4 separate regions of the Zea mays genome follow, and regions 2, 3 and 4 are each linked to region 1. A link is a contact called in public Hi-C data. All regions are on one chromosome and are shown on one strand. The core of a region is the stretch at or near the end of the contact, and the rest is flanking DNA. Distances in the headings are between cores, read along the strand shown.

Region 1 (2,700 bases), core at 99-2,598:
AATACAACAGTCTCAATCCAAATAATTTTACGTTCAGCAGCAATCGAGCATTCCAAGTTCCTAACAGAAGAACGTAATACTGTTTTGGTCAACTATAAACTACAATGTTTAGTGCTGACTAATCTATCTCAGAAGATTCATTCTTCACTGCAAGAAGGAAATAGCTTCCAATTTTATTTTTTTTTTTGCCAGACTGAACAAGTACGCAGATGCCTAATCTAGAATCTACTTCCAGAACTCATTATTGTCAATTCCTTCATGGAAACTTAACTCTTAATTGCATCCATCAATATCCTCCTACAGTCCTACGCACTGCAATACTTAATTTCTTTCATGACTAACTTGCAACATACAGTCTCAGTATCTACAGCGTTCCCTAAATTTCCGATTGCTATTAGCAATTCTAAGTGTCACGGTCTCATAGCAATTACACACAGATACCCATGGACAAACAATGAACTGAAAGCCAAAGTGGTAAAGAAGAATTCGGACGGCCCTCACCTCCTCCTCCGGCTTTGGGTCAACACCTTCACTTTCACCCTGACCTTCTTCCGCATCGCCATCAACGACTACCTCCCCCGCATCTTCCATGTCCGCGTCCTCCACCGCCCCCTCCTCTTCTTCCTCCTGCTGTTCCGGATCCTCCGCCTCCGCCTCCACGTTCCCCTGCTCCTCCTGATGTTGCTGGTCCTGGTCCTGGTCGTGCTGCAACTGCTCCTGCTCCTCTTCTCCCCCGTCGCCCGCTCCTCCCTCCTCGTCCGGTGCCTCCCGCTCGGGGTCCGCGGCGCCACGGCCGCCATCCATGCCCGAGGAGGACGGGGAGGCCTGCCCCAGCGGCGTCCCGGCGAGGCGCGCGACAGCACGGAAGCGGTTGCGCAGGAGGCGGCGGAACCGCTTCACGTCGAGGGTCGGCCGGGGCGCCTCCCATCGGCGCGGGGCAGAGGCGCCGCTGTCGGGGCCGCCAATGTGGAGGTTGCCGCGGTACATCGAGATCGCCACCATCCTCCAGTCCAGGGTCCCTGCCCGCTCCGACCGCCGCGGCGACGTAGGGTTTGGTGGGTTCTGCTCCGATGCGGTGGGCGTGTGTGGCGTGTGGGTAGAGATGGCAATGGGTACCCGAAACCCGAAACCCGATGGGTTTTTACCCCATTAGGGTACGGGTTTGGGCCAATTTTCATACCCGTGGGTTTGTTAATGGGCATAAATCTGTACCCAGCGGGTTTATGGGTACGGGTTTGTTCCTATAGTACCCAAACCCGTGAACCCGTGGGTTTTTTAAACCCGACCAAACCTAGTGCATATTGTCATTTTATTTTATAAACGAACAAGAAACTTGTTATTCCTTATTTGCTTCATAATTTTTAACAATTGGTGAATGTATCAGTAATCGGTGAGAGTGTTGCTTGCTTGCTATTATAGTTTTTACTAGCGTTATATATGTGGTGGATGGATAACTTAGTGCAAGGTCACTTAATTATACAACTTATTATTTGTATTTCATTCTCTCTACTAATAATTTTTATACCAAATCATGAACTCGTTGTTTATTACATAGATTTTGGATCATGATATCATTAATCATTATGATACTTATTGATTATGAGAAGATAATTATATTGGAGATGAAACCCGTGGGTAACCCATGGGTACCCGTTAACCCGATGGGTACGGGTTTGGGCAAAATCTCAAACCCGTCACGGGTACGGGTTTTTTAATGGGCATAGATATTTTTCACGGGTACGGGTTTGGGACGGCAAAACCCAGCGGGTTTGTACCCGTTGCCATCTCTACGTGTGGGTAGGGGTTAGTTGCGGTCACGGCTCTGGACTGGATGCCTGGGGATTCCGTTCGGTTCATCGGGTGCGGTGGACTTTTTCGCGTTTCTGCGGCCGATTTTTTTTTTTTTTTTTGCATTTTGGCCCTTAAAAAATCATGTTTAATGTTATTTTTGGATCATTTGCTCGTCGTCATATCCTATGGCATCGAGGTAACACAGCGCCGCCATCAACGTGGCACTGAGCTCGACGCCAAAATTTATAACGTCGAACTCGGTTGTGTAACCATAAAGCCTATCTAGCCTAATCGGTACAACGGAAGGCTCTTAACCTTGTGGTATTGTGGTTGTGGGCTCGAGCCCCACAGTGGACATTCAATACCTTTTGTCTTTGTCACTGATTTGTTTTTTTTAGATTTTTCGGTTATGTCGCTGATTTGTCCGTCCAGATTTATTTCTCATCCAGTTTTTTTGTTTTTCTTATAAATCAGTCACAAAAACAAAAAATATCTGGATAAATAAACAAATCAGTCACAAAGACGGCCAACGCCGGTGTTCCAAACGTTGTTCCAAATGTTAACCACATCTAATGCCAAAACACTTGCCGAAATGGAGCATTTTGTAAGCATGCACGCTAGCTAGCTTTCCTGCTTTGCTTGCAGAGAAGTCCAGAGATCCTTCTGGGAGATGCTGCATGCAGCGGTTCATTATTCTGGTCTAATATATGTTGACTTGACTATTTCACCGCACGTCTGCATCCTATATGTGGCGCCGTTAGCGTTTTTTTTATTGTGATGATGATCAGTTGGGTTTATTTAGCGGCTTCCTGTTCTTGAACCTTCGCGTTAACCAATGTCATTTCTTTCGTCGTACTCGTACTTTCCGATGCATGATGTTGTTTGTCAAACAAAAGGAATTGGCCGGAC
Region 2 (2,700 bases), core at 152-2,651, 270 kb after region 1:
GACTATATTTTTTGTACGTCATTGAAACTACCCATAAATTTGTCACTGTGTATCAGTGTATGTGTATGCAGTTGGCTTGATGTGAGACAATAAGCTGAACCCACTAGGTTTCCACCCAATTACAGGTTGGTTTGGGGTCAATAATATTATTGGGTATTGGGTTTAATTTTATTCTTATATTTTAGAGTGGATGTGAGATGGATATCAAAGTTATTATATTTAGGTATGGATGGAAGTGGATTGGATTTTTTTGCCATTAGCATGCCTATACTTAGAAAACTAACCGAGATCTCTAGTTTGTACATATCCTTAAGGACTGATTTGGTGACCCGGGATCCCGAGAAGAAGAAATCCTCTTGCTATTCAAAATTGAACTACAAGGGAATTTCTCCCCCATGGTTCCCCTTGGGATCCCTAATCACCAAATCAGCCCTAAGGTATGTACAAACCCATTTAACGTGGAGTTTCTAGTTTTTTTTTTTTTTTTTTGAAAAGTGTCCATTTCCAAATAATTATTTGTACATAACTTAAAGAAATAGAATTATATTGTACAGTTCTTTAACTATCTCTTGTACTCTTATCCTTGTAAAACTGATTCATGGTCTCGGAAACGTCCCTATACTGCGTGATTGGATTACGTGGTTGGATGGTTGTGCGCGTACAGCTAGGCTCGTGCAAGCCTTGTCCACCAGATACGACCGTTTCATGCGTATGTGCAGGTACAGTCAAATAAGCCTATGCTACATTAGTTCTTGCACGGTCAGCCTCTTAGATGCATCGAATCAAACACGCTACTTTAGATCATGGTCAATGCATATAAGTCTTGGCTCTCATTGTGCGGACAACTAAACGCTTGGCTAGTGACTCCGTAGGACATTCGGCACGCATAAAAGCTGTTGTATCATAAAGCTGGAAGCTTTTCGTACACGGCGCTCTACAATGATTTACCACGCCAGCCCTTTTCACCGTCAGAGGGGTCTTCCGGGCCGGCTCGGGCGGCATCGGCGGCACCACACTAAGCCTAGACGCAGGCGCAGGGCAGCTCGGCGCGCCACAAGGTCAGCCTGAGATGCGGTGAGGACAGGCTCTGATTTCTTTTGTTTGCTTGGAGCGGGGAGCCGTGGACTGTGTTTGCCTTTTTTTTTTCTTTTCTGTTTGATAGGTACTCCAGGATAAAACAATCTTTCAGCTGGTTGTTGCACCCGGAGGGATAGGGTCATGGCTATTTCTCTGTTTGGTAGTAGAAGGGTCAAGTCTCGTCAAGAGGGGTGTGTCTCCTCTGTCCCGTGCGTGCCGCTACCGGACGCCAACGAACCAATCCACGTCTCCACACCGCAATGGGAGGGAGGGAGGTCCATGATTAACCCACCCGGTGCTTGCACTTTCCGCCAATGACCGCCGAGCCGTCTCCGGCCTCCGCGCTCCGCGGCTAGGCAGGCATTGGCGCGACGGGCGCAAGCGCAATCAATGCCACCGGCTCCCCTCCTGTTCTCTTCCCGTCGCCCGCATCCGCAGTCCCAGTCCCAGTACCCGCTGCTTTATTCCCCTGCGCCATACATACTGCCGTTTGACCTCGAGCTCCTGGCTGCGCCCCTGCTGGCCCGTGCTCTCTACCCCTTTTCCCTTCCCCGCCATTAACCTGACGCGCACCAGGCGCAGGCCGCCGCAGACTCGCCGTCGAGAGGACGAGGGAAAAAGTCATTCCCTTGCCTGCTTCTGCTCGCCCGAAAAGGCTCCCGTTCTGCAGGCCCGCCCCGCCCCGATTCAATGCAGCCATTGCCTTGTTGAGCTCGTCTCGTCCCGCTGCTTTCCCTCTCGTCGTGCTCCTCCCCACGCGGCCACGCCACGCCTCGCTGTAAACCGACCCTGTTGAGGCTTGGACGCACCCGCGTGTCCGCGCCTGCCTCCCATCCCACGCCCCCTCCCCTCCACTCCACTCCACTCCCGCGCCGTCACCGGCCGGGGGGAAAGCTCCAACCGAGGGGTTTTTGTTTGTACGCGCCCGTTTGGCCCTTGCTGTGGTCACATCGCCCGCTCCCCCGCTGCAGCAGCGCCAAAGATATGAGAGGAAAGTTTGGGATCAGTTCCCCGGTGCCCCGCCCCCTCATGTGCCCGCGCCAGTGACCTCGAAAAGGACCGCGCGCCGCGCCTTGCCCCGTGCCCAGCCGACTCTCTCTCTCTCTTCTCGTCCCGATTCTGATCTGGTTGCCGGCACCAGCGAGGTCCAGTCTCGGCGCCGCCGGCGAATGCAGGGTCTGGAGGCGCCCGCCCGCTAATCTCGACTTGGAGCTCGAGGTACCCCTCCCTCACTCCGCTGCAGACTCGTCCCCTGTCCTTGTCTTGTTTATATTATTTAATTACTCGATGGGAAATTGGGAAGTTGCCAGGCTTGCATTTTGTGCCGCCGTCGTCTGATGTGATGTAACTGAAGGGCAGCAGGGGCAGCCACAAGCCAGCCAGCCAGCCGCGGGTTTTCCGGATTCTCTCCTGCTGCTGACGCGACTTCAGTTTCTTCCTAGGAGGGGGAGGAGCGTGTGAAACTCAGGTTGGGCGAGGATGGAGAGCCGGGGGCGGCGGCCGCGGAGCCCCGAGCGCCGGAGGCCGGCGGCGCGGAAGGTGCCGGTGGTGTACTACCTCACCCGGAGCCGCCACCTCGAGCACCCGCACTTCGTCGAGGTGCCGCTGGCCTCGCCGGAGGGG
Region 3 (2,700 bases), core at 77-2,576, 300 kb before region 1:
AAGAGAAGACGTAAAAACAAAAATAGGCCCAAATGAGGGATTTAGGCCTTCAAGACAAAAGAGGAAAAAAGGCCTATGGCAAAGGTAAATTTTCTCCTAGCCACTTGGCTCCCACATTAACCATAGTCTAACCTACTAAACTCCCCACTCCCGTCGAGACAGGCTCATCCCATCCCCATCTCCTGACTCCAACTATCGCCTCTCCCATACTCGCCCTTGCCCCCATCCATCGCGACGCCACCTGCTCACCTCACAGCCACCGCTTCCCTCTCCTTCCTCCCCTCTGAGGCTCCTCTTACACCCCTCCCGTCCGCGCAACACACTTGAGAGCCTATAAATTTGTGTATTTGATTTTTTGGGAGTTGAGACCGACACGGGCACGTCGTGGCTTAGGCTGATTTGGTGACTAAGGAACTAGAGCGAATCGATCCCCTCCAATCCCCTGGTCACCAAACCAGCCCTTAAGGAATACCCGTGCCATGGCTTGGCTCTACCTTAGACACGACGCGACGCGACAGACTAATCGTTCTTTTCATGTCCATGCCCTAACACGTCGTGGTCTAGCATGCCAGGCCGGGCCGGGTGGTCTAGCATGCCAGGCCGGGCCGGGTGGCATACTGGCATGTTTGGACATGTATAGAGGAGGGCTGCTTCCTGACAACATCTGCGTAGGTGAGTTTGGGGTGTTTAGTTCGTGCATATTAAATATTTGAATATCAATTATAAGTATTAAATATAGGCTTAATAAATTCGTCTTGTTTTTAGCCTTTATCTGTGTAATTAGTTTTATAATTAAACTATAGTTAACATCCATAATTATCATTTAAAATTCGATATGACAGAGACAAACTTTAGTTGGGTACTACCACATTCGAAGCTGGCTTACCCTGAACTGTGGAGTCTCTGGGACGAGTTCTATGTCGTCGCTGCACACCGGCGGCGGTCCACCGGGCGCTGGAGACGGCAGTCTCGATGAAACAATTACCGCGAAATCTGCAGTGCGCTCAACCAGATCTGGCTTTTTGGCAGCGGGAGGAGTGGCTGGAGAGGTGGGTGCATGGGGCTTGGGGGCTTGACGGCGTAGTATTCTGGGCGGATCGGCGATGAGCATCCGCGCCGCCATCTTGGATCCCTAGAACGACTTCTTGTTTCCACGGGAGCGGTGCTTCTTTCCACGGGGACAAACCCACGACGGGGGCATCGGGGGAAATCGCCTACCGCTGCGTTAAACCCAGCGCAGGAGAGAGAGAAATGGGGAGGGAGAAACAGTGTACCGGGTCAGTCGGCAGTCGCCGTGTCCGAGGTGCTTCGCGAGGGCGGTGGCTCGCAATCGCCCGTCGTCGCCACTGGCACTGGGAGTATAGGTGTACATTTGGGCCGGGCCTGATGGGCCGGCCCGAAGCACGGTAAAAAAAGCACGGTCTAGGCACGACACGGCACGAAATATTTTAGTGCCGGACCGGCACGGCCTGATATATCGGGCCGGGTTTGGGCCGAGGTCACGGCCCATGGGTGGGCACGAGCACGGCCCGTTTAAGGCAGGCACGAAATGCCACATATAGAGGCACGAAAAGGCTCATATATTTATTAAAATCACACTTCATTCCACACTTTCATGTACTTGATAAAGAACACAAAGCTATAGATAATGTTAGTTATATGTTTTTTAGCTTTGAATTAGAGTATGTGATGTAATTTTATTTTTGTTATGGACATTAGATAATAAATTGAACTTACGAACTTTATTTAGAGCTGATTATACTTTTTTTCTTTCTAACAAAATGTTTTGTAAACGAGGTAGTCATTGCATAGCTCTAGTAACTTAATACAAATATTAAGTTTGCTTTTGGTCAAATTTATTTGTCTTATCTTTTATTTGTTTTATTAAATTTGTTTTGAATTTCGGGCTCTGATGTGAATTTCGAGCCAAAAACTGTATTTCGGGCCAAAAATTGAATTTCGGGCCCTAATGTGAATTTCGGGCTTTTATAATTTCGGACCGCCCGAAATGAGCCCGGCACGTTTAAGCAATTACGGGCCAGGCCGTGGGCCGAGGGTTAGGCCCATGGGCCGGCCCGGCCCGAATTCAAATGGGCCGGGCCAGCCCGAAATTCAAACAATACGGGCCTTTTCGGGCTTGGGCCGGACCGGGCAGCCCGAATGTACACCTATAACTGGGAGGAGGAAACTATTTAGCGTGTTAGGACGCAAAAAAAAATTTGTTCGCCCTTTTATAGGAAATTTAGAAAACCACATGGCAGTCTCTACTCTACCGATTCGGAGTCGTACTCGTGCATGCCCTAAGGCTGTCCGCAGCGCCTGCTGCGCGACCCCCCCTCACCTTGCCTTGTAGCATGCATGGCGGTTACATGCGCCCGTCTGGCTGCAGCGGCTCCCTTACCAGGCGCTCTACGCGGAGGTACGCTTCTCTCTCTCCCTCGTTCTGGCGTGCGTGTGGTACTCTTCAAACACTATTCACGTGGGCTCACTTCTAATTGTTAGTAGATGAAAAATTTATAATAGATGAAAAGTATATATAAAAAATGATATTTTATAGTTGTAGTGGGGTATAGGATGAGTATTTAGGGGGAATCGCTGCGGGAGATAAAAAAAATAGGGGTGAAATATTGATGATGTGACTAAAAAAGTGATATAGGGAGAAAAATTTAGAGAAAACCGCTGCGGATAGCCTAAACCAAC
Region 4 (2,700 bases), core at 186-2,685, 310 kb after region 1:
CTTTGCAACTTCCTGCTGCTCAACCAACTCAGGCAGTGCTAATCGCTTCATCATTCAGACAGTTCAGTTTCTTACAATGGCGACAACTCAAAACAATCTAGCTGCATGCTGTGACTAGTTCTCCTGTGGACCAATCAACTACTGTATACAGAGAAAGATGACACAAATATAGGCACTGCGACCGTGCGATGGGGTAGTAGTTGGGTGCTAGCACTGAATGAATGAGTGTGCTCTGTCAATGTCAGGTTAACAATCACGGGTGGAGAGAGAGAGAGAGAGAGAGAGAGAGAGAGAGAGAGCAGTAGACGCACCAGTGAACAGCTTGAATGCCGTCGGCAAGCTCCGCCTCTCCGGCACCCAGAACAGATCGCCCTTTTTCTTCATGTACAGCGCCGGGTCTATGATCACCGGCATCGCCCTCGCAAACCTGACGATATCATACATAATCTCAGTAGCGCCAAGAACAAAGATCCGTTGAGAGCGCACGCGCACGTATAGGAGCTGCAAGTCTGCAACCAATGCGAGCGAGAGCAGAGCACGTACGCTTTCCAGGAGATGTTACTCGTGTGGTCGATGAAGTTGAGATCGCGCGGCAGCTTGGAGAACACATGCATCAAATCTGCAGCAGGCAGAAGCGTCGTCACTCGTCGTCACACAGGTTCAGCAGGACAACAACCCCGACCATCACCGGTCATGGCGCGCGCCATCGGAGCAGAGAGGCAAGGGAAGGGGAAACCAGTGGCTTACCATCCTGCGTGACGAGCGGGTAGTCGGAGGCGGAGAGGTTGATGAACCAGTCCCAGTCGGCGCCGCGGCCCCTGCCCTCGCCCCACAGGAGCGCGGCGGCGGCGTGCAGCGTGGTGGTCACCATGGTGGGGCCCCTGTAGGTGACGAGGTTGGCCTTCTCGACCACCCTCACGTTCCGCGCCGCCGCGAGCACCGGGTGCGCGGCGACGAAGGCGGCCAGCCCCGCCCGGTCGGCGTCGGGCGCCTCCGCGTCTAGGTGGAGCACGTAGCGGTTCCTGGGGTGGTAGAGCGCCAGCAGGCAGCGGCGCATCATGCCGGCGTCCCCGGCCGAGCCGGAGATGAGGTACGCGAAGCGCGGGAGCGAGGCGGACGCGGGCGGGGACGGCGCCGCCGGGCGGGACAGGGCGGGCTCGACGAAGAGTGGTGGGCGCGCCCGGGAGGAGCCGGACGCGGGGCCGAGGAAGAGGCGGGGTGAGGGCGAGGTGGAGGCGAGCCGGAACGACGGGGAGGTGGCCAGCAGCACCAGCAGCAGCGCGAAGAGGCCGCCGGCGGCGACGGAGAGCAGCCAGCGGAGGTCCACGGGGTGCGCGTGCGCGCGCGGGCACGGGGCGGCGGACTCCATGCTAGCTCTAAGCTCTAGCTGGGTTTGGACTTTGGAGGCTGGCGCCTGGGCCTGGCGGTAGGCGGGAGAGCGGGGGATTGGCAGGGCACTGGAGAGTGGAGAAGCCGGCAAGGCTGGGTCGCGCTCTTTATGGTTTCGTCGTGTCGTGCCAGCATGGCATTGGCATCGGAACCGTGACGTAATCACGTAAGTCGTGGCGCTGTGTGAGAAGGAGGCACGGCACGAGACGAGACACGATATGGATTGAGCTGCCGCCTGCCGGCCGGCCCTACTAATGGCGCGATGGCTCGACTCGACGTGCGTGCAAGTGCAATGGGCAAATCAGCAAATGCGTGGTACCGTCCGGAAGGCAGGCCTGGCCGGCCGTACCAACAGGTCGTTCAGAGACTCGAGCAGTTGGGATGGCCGGCTGGGCCCCAACGTGGTGGCGCACACGACACGACCGTAGCAAGCAAGCAAGCAGATCGAGGACGCTCCCCATTCCGGAAACAGAAACATTCCCAACGCAGTCACGCCAGCGGCGGTGTGCGAGGCGAAATCGAGCCCGAATCTTTGCTCTGCCGCCACAAGGTTCTAAGCCCTACACGTACAAACGTACCTGGCGCAGTCACGGGAGCCGCGTACGTGCGTGCAGTGCCTACACCTACCGCACCATCCCATTGTGTACCCATTATACAGTCCGGCCAGGCCCGCGAGTTGGAACACAACCGACGAACGTTGACAGCGAGGATCGCATCATTGGATTTTTGTTGCGTTGTGATCCGTCTGCTGTCGAATTGTTAAACAGAGCACATATTGCTCCTGTTTCCCCGTTTGGGCGGCCACGCCTCCGCACGACACGACGGGGCCGGCGCGACGGCATTCCGTCCCAGCACGAGGACGCGCAGCCGCCAGACGAGAGCGACGTTCCCCGTGGCCAGAACCGAGGAGCCGCTGCTGCGTTGGGGACAAGAGCTGATTCCTCCGCGCCTTCCAACAACCCTTTCCTGAACCGAACGTTCCAGCGCCGCGCCAAAACTACCCATTGCTCTTTGTCTTGTCCAGAGGCATCCACATAGCACAACTGTTTTTGAGTGTTCGTTACTCACGCTATACGTATGTACTCTTCCAGCTCCCAGTAGCTTCAGCTACGACTGATCCTACTACATCGCACGAGACACACATCTGAAGGTCACAGTAACAGCACACACGGGATCAACGCCAGAGCTACCGCTACCGCCGCCACCGACCTCCCTAGCCGTGTCGCGGCGGGAGCGCCCGACGACGGCCCGCCTGGACCTGGCGCGGTGCCGTTGTCGGTCGCCGGTCTCTCCGCGGGGCAGGTGTAGCCG

What was found. Hi-C and Micro-C count contacts between places; a contact is called where the count stands out from the background.
Region 2: a contact with region 1 is called in a Hi-C map of tassel, with 4 times the contacts expected there. The contact joins the promoter of LOC103643835 here to the promoter of LOC103643837 in region 1. A contact is called at or near these places in 8 of 25 Hi-C or Micro-C datasets (bundle sheath, ear, leaf and 3 more).
Region 3: a Hi-C map of tassel shows a contact between it and region 1, with 3 times the contacts expected there. The contact joins the promoter of LOC100285345 here to the promoter of LOC103643837 in region 1. A contact is called at or near these places in 2 of 25 Hi-C or Micro-C datasets (ear and tassel).
Region 4: a contact with region 1 is called in a Hi-C map of ear, with 2.3 times the contacts expected there. The contact joins the promoter of LOC100281345 here to the promoter of LOC103643837 in region 1. A contact is called at or near these places in 2 of 25 Hi-C or Micro-C datasets (ear and leaf).

The regions. Positions count from the first base shown.
Region 1 is chr1:269,468,770-269,471,469 of Zm-B73-REFERENCE-NAM-5.0, reverse strand. LOC103643837 (histone H3.v1) reads right to left here and starts at 1,348. Exons shown (of 4, transcript XM_008667001.3): 1 at 502-1,348. The coding sequence starts at 1,002.
Region 2 is chr1:269,203,612-269,206,311 of Zm-B73-REFERENCE-NAM-5.0, reverse strand. It overlaps LOC103643835 (protein UPSTREAM OF FLC), which reads left to right and starts at 1,401. Exons shown (of 7, transcript XR_561334.2): 1 at 1,401-2,295; 2 at 2,381-2,700.
Region 3 is chr1:269,770,241-269,772,940 of Zm-B73-REFERENCE-NAM-5.0, reverse strand. LOC100285345 (Ribosomal L18p/L5e family protein) reads right to left here and starts at 1,326. Exons shown (of 2, transcript NM_001349065.1): 1 at 1,275-1,326.
Region 4 is chr1:269,160,969-269,163,668 of Zm-B73-REFERENCE-NAM-5.0, reverse strand. LOC100281345 reads right to left here and starts at 1,435. Exons shown (of 4, transcript NM_001366166.1): 1 at 748-1,435; 2 at 544-619; 3 at 312-427. The coding sequence starts at 1,369. LOC103643833 (HIPL1 protein) reads right to left here. Exons shown (of 7, transcript XM_008666991.2): 7 at 2,357-2,700. The coding sequence ends at 2,541.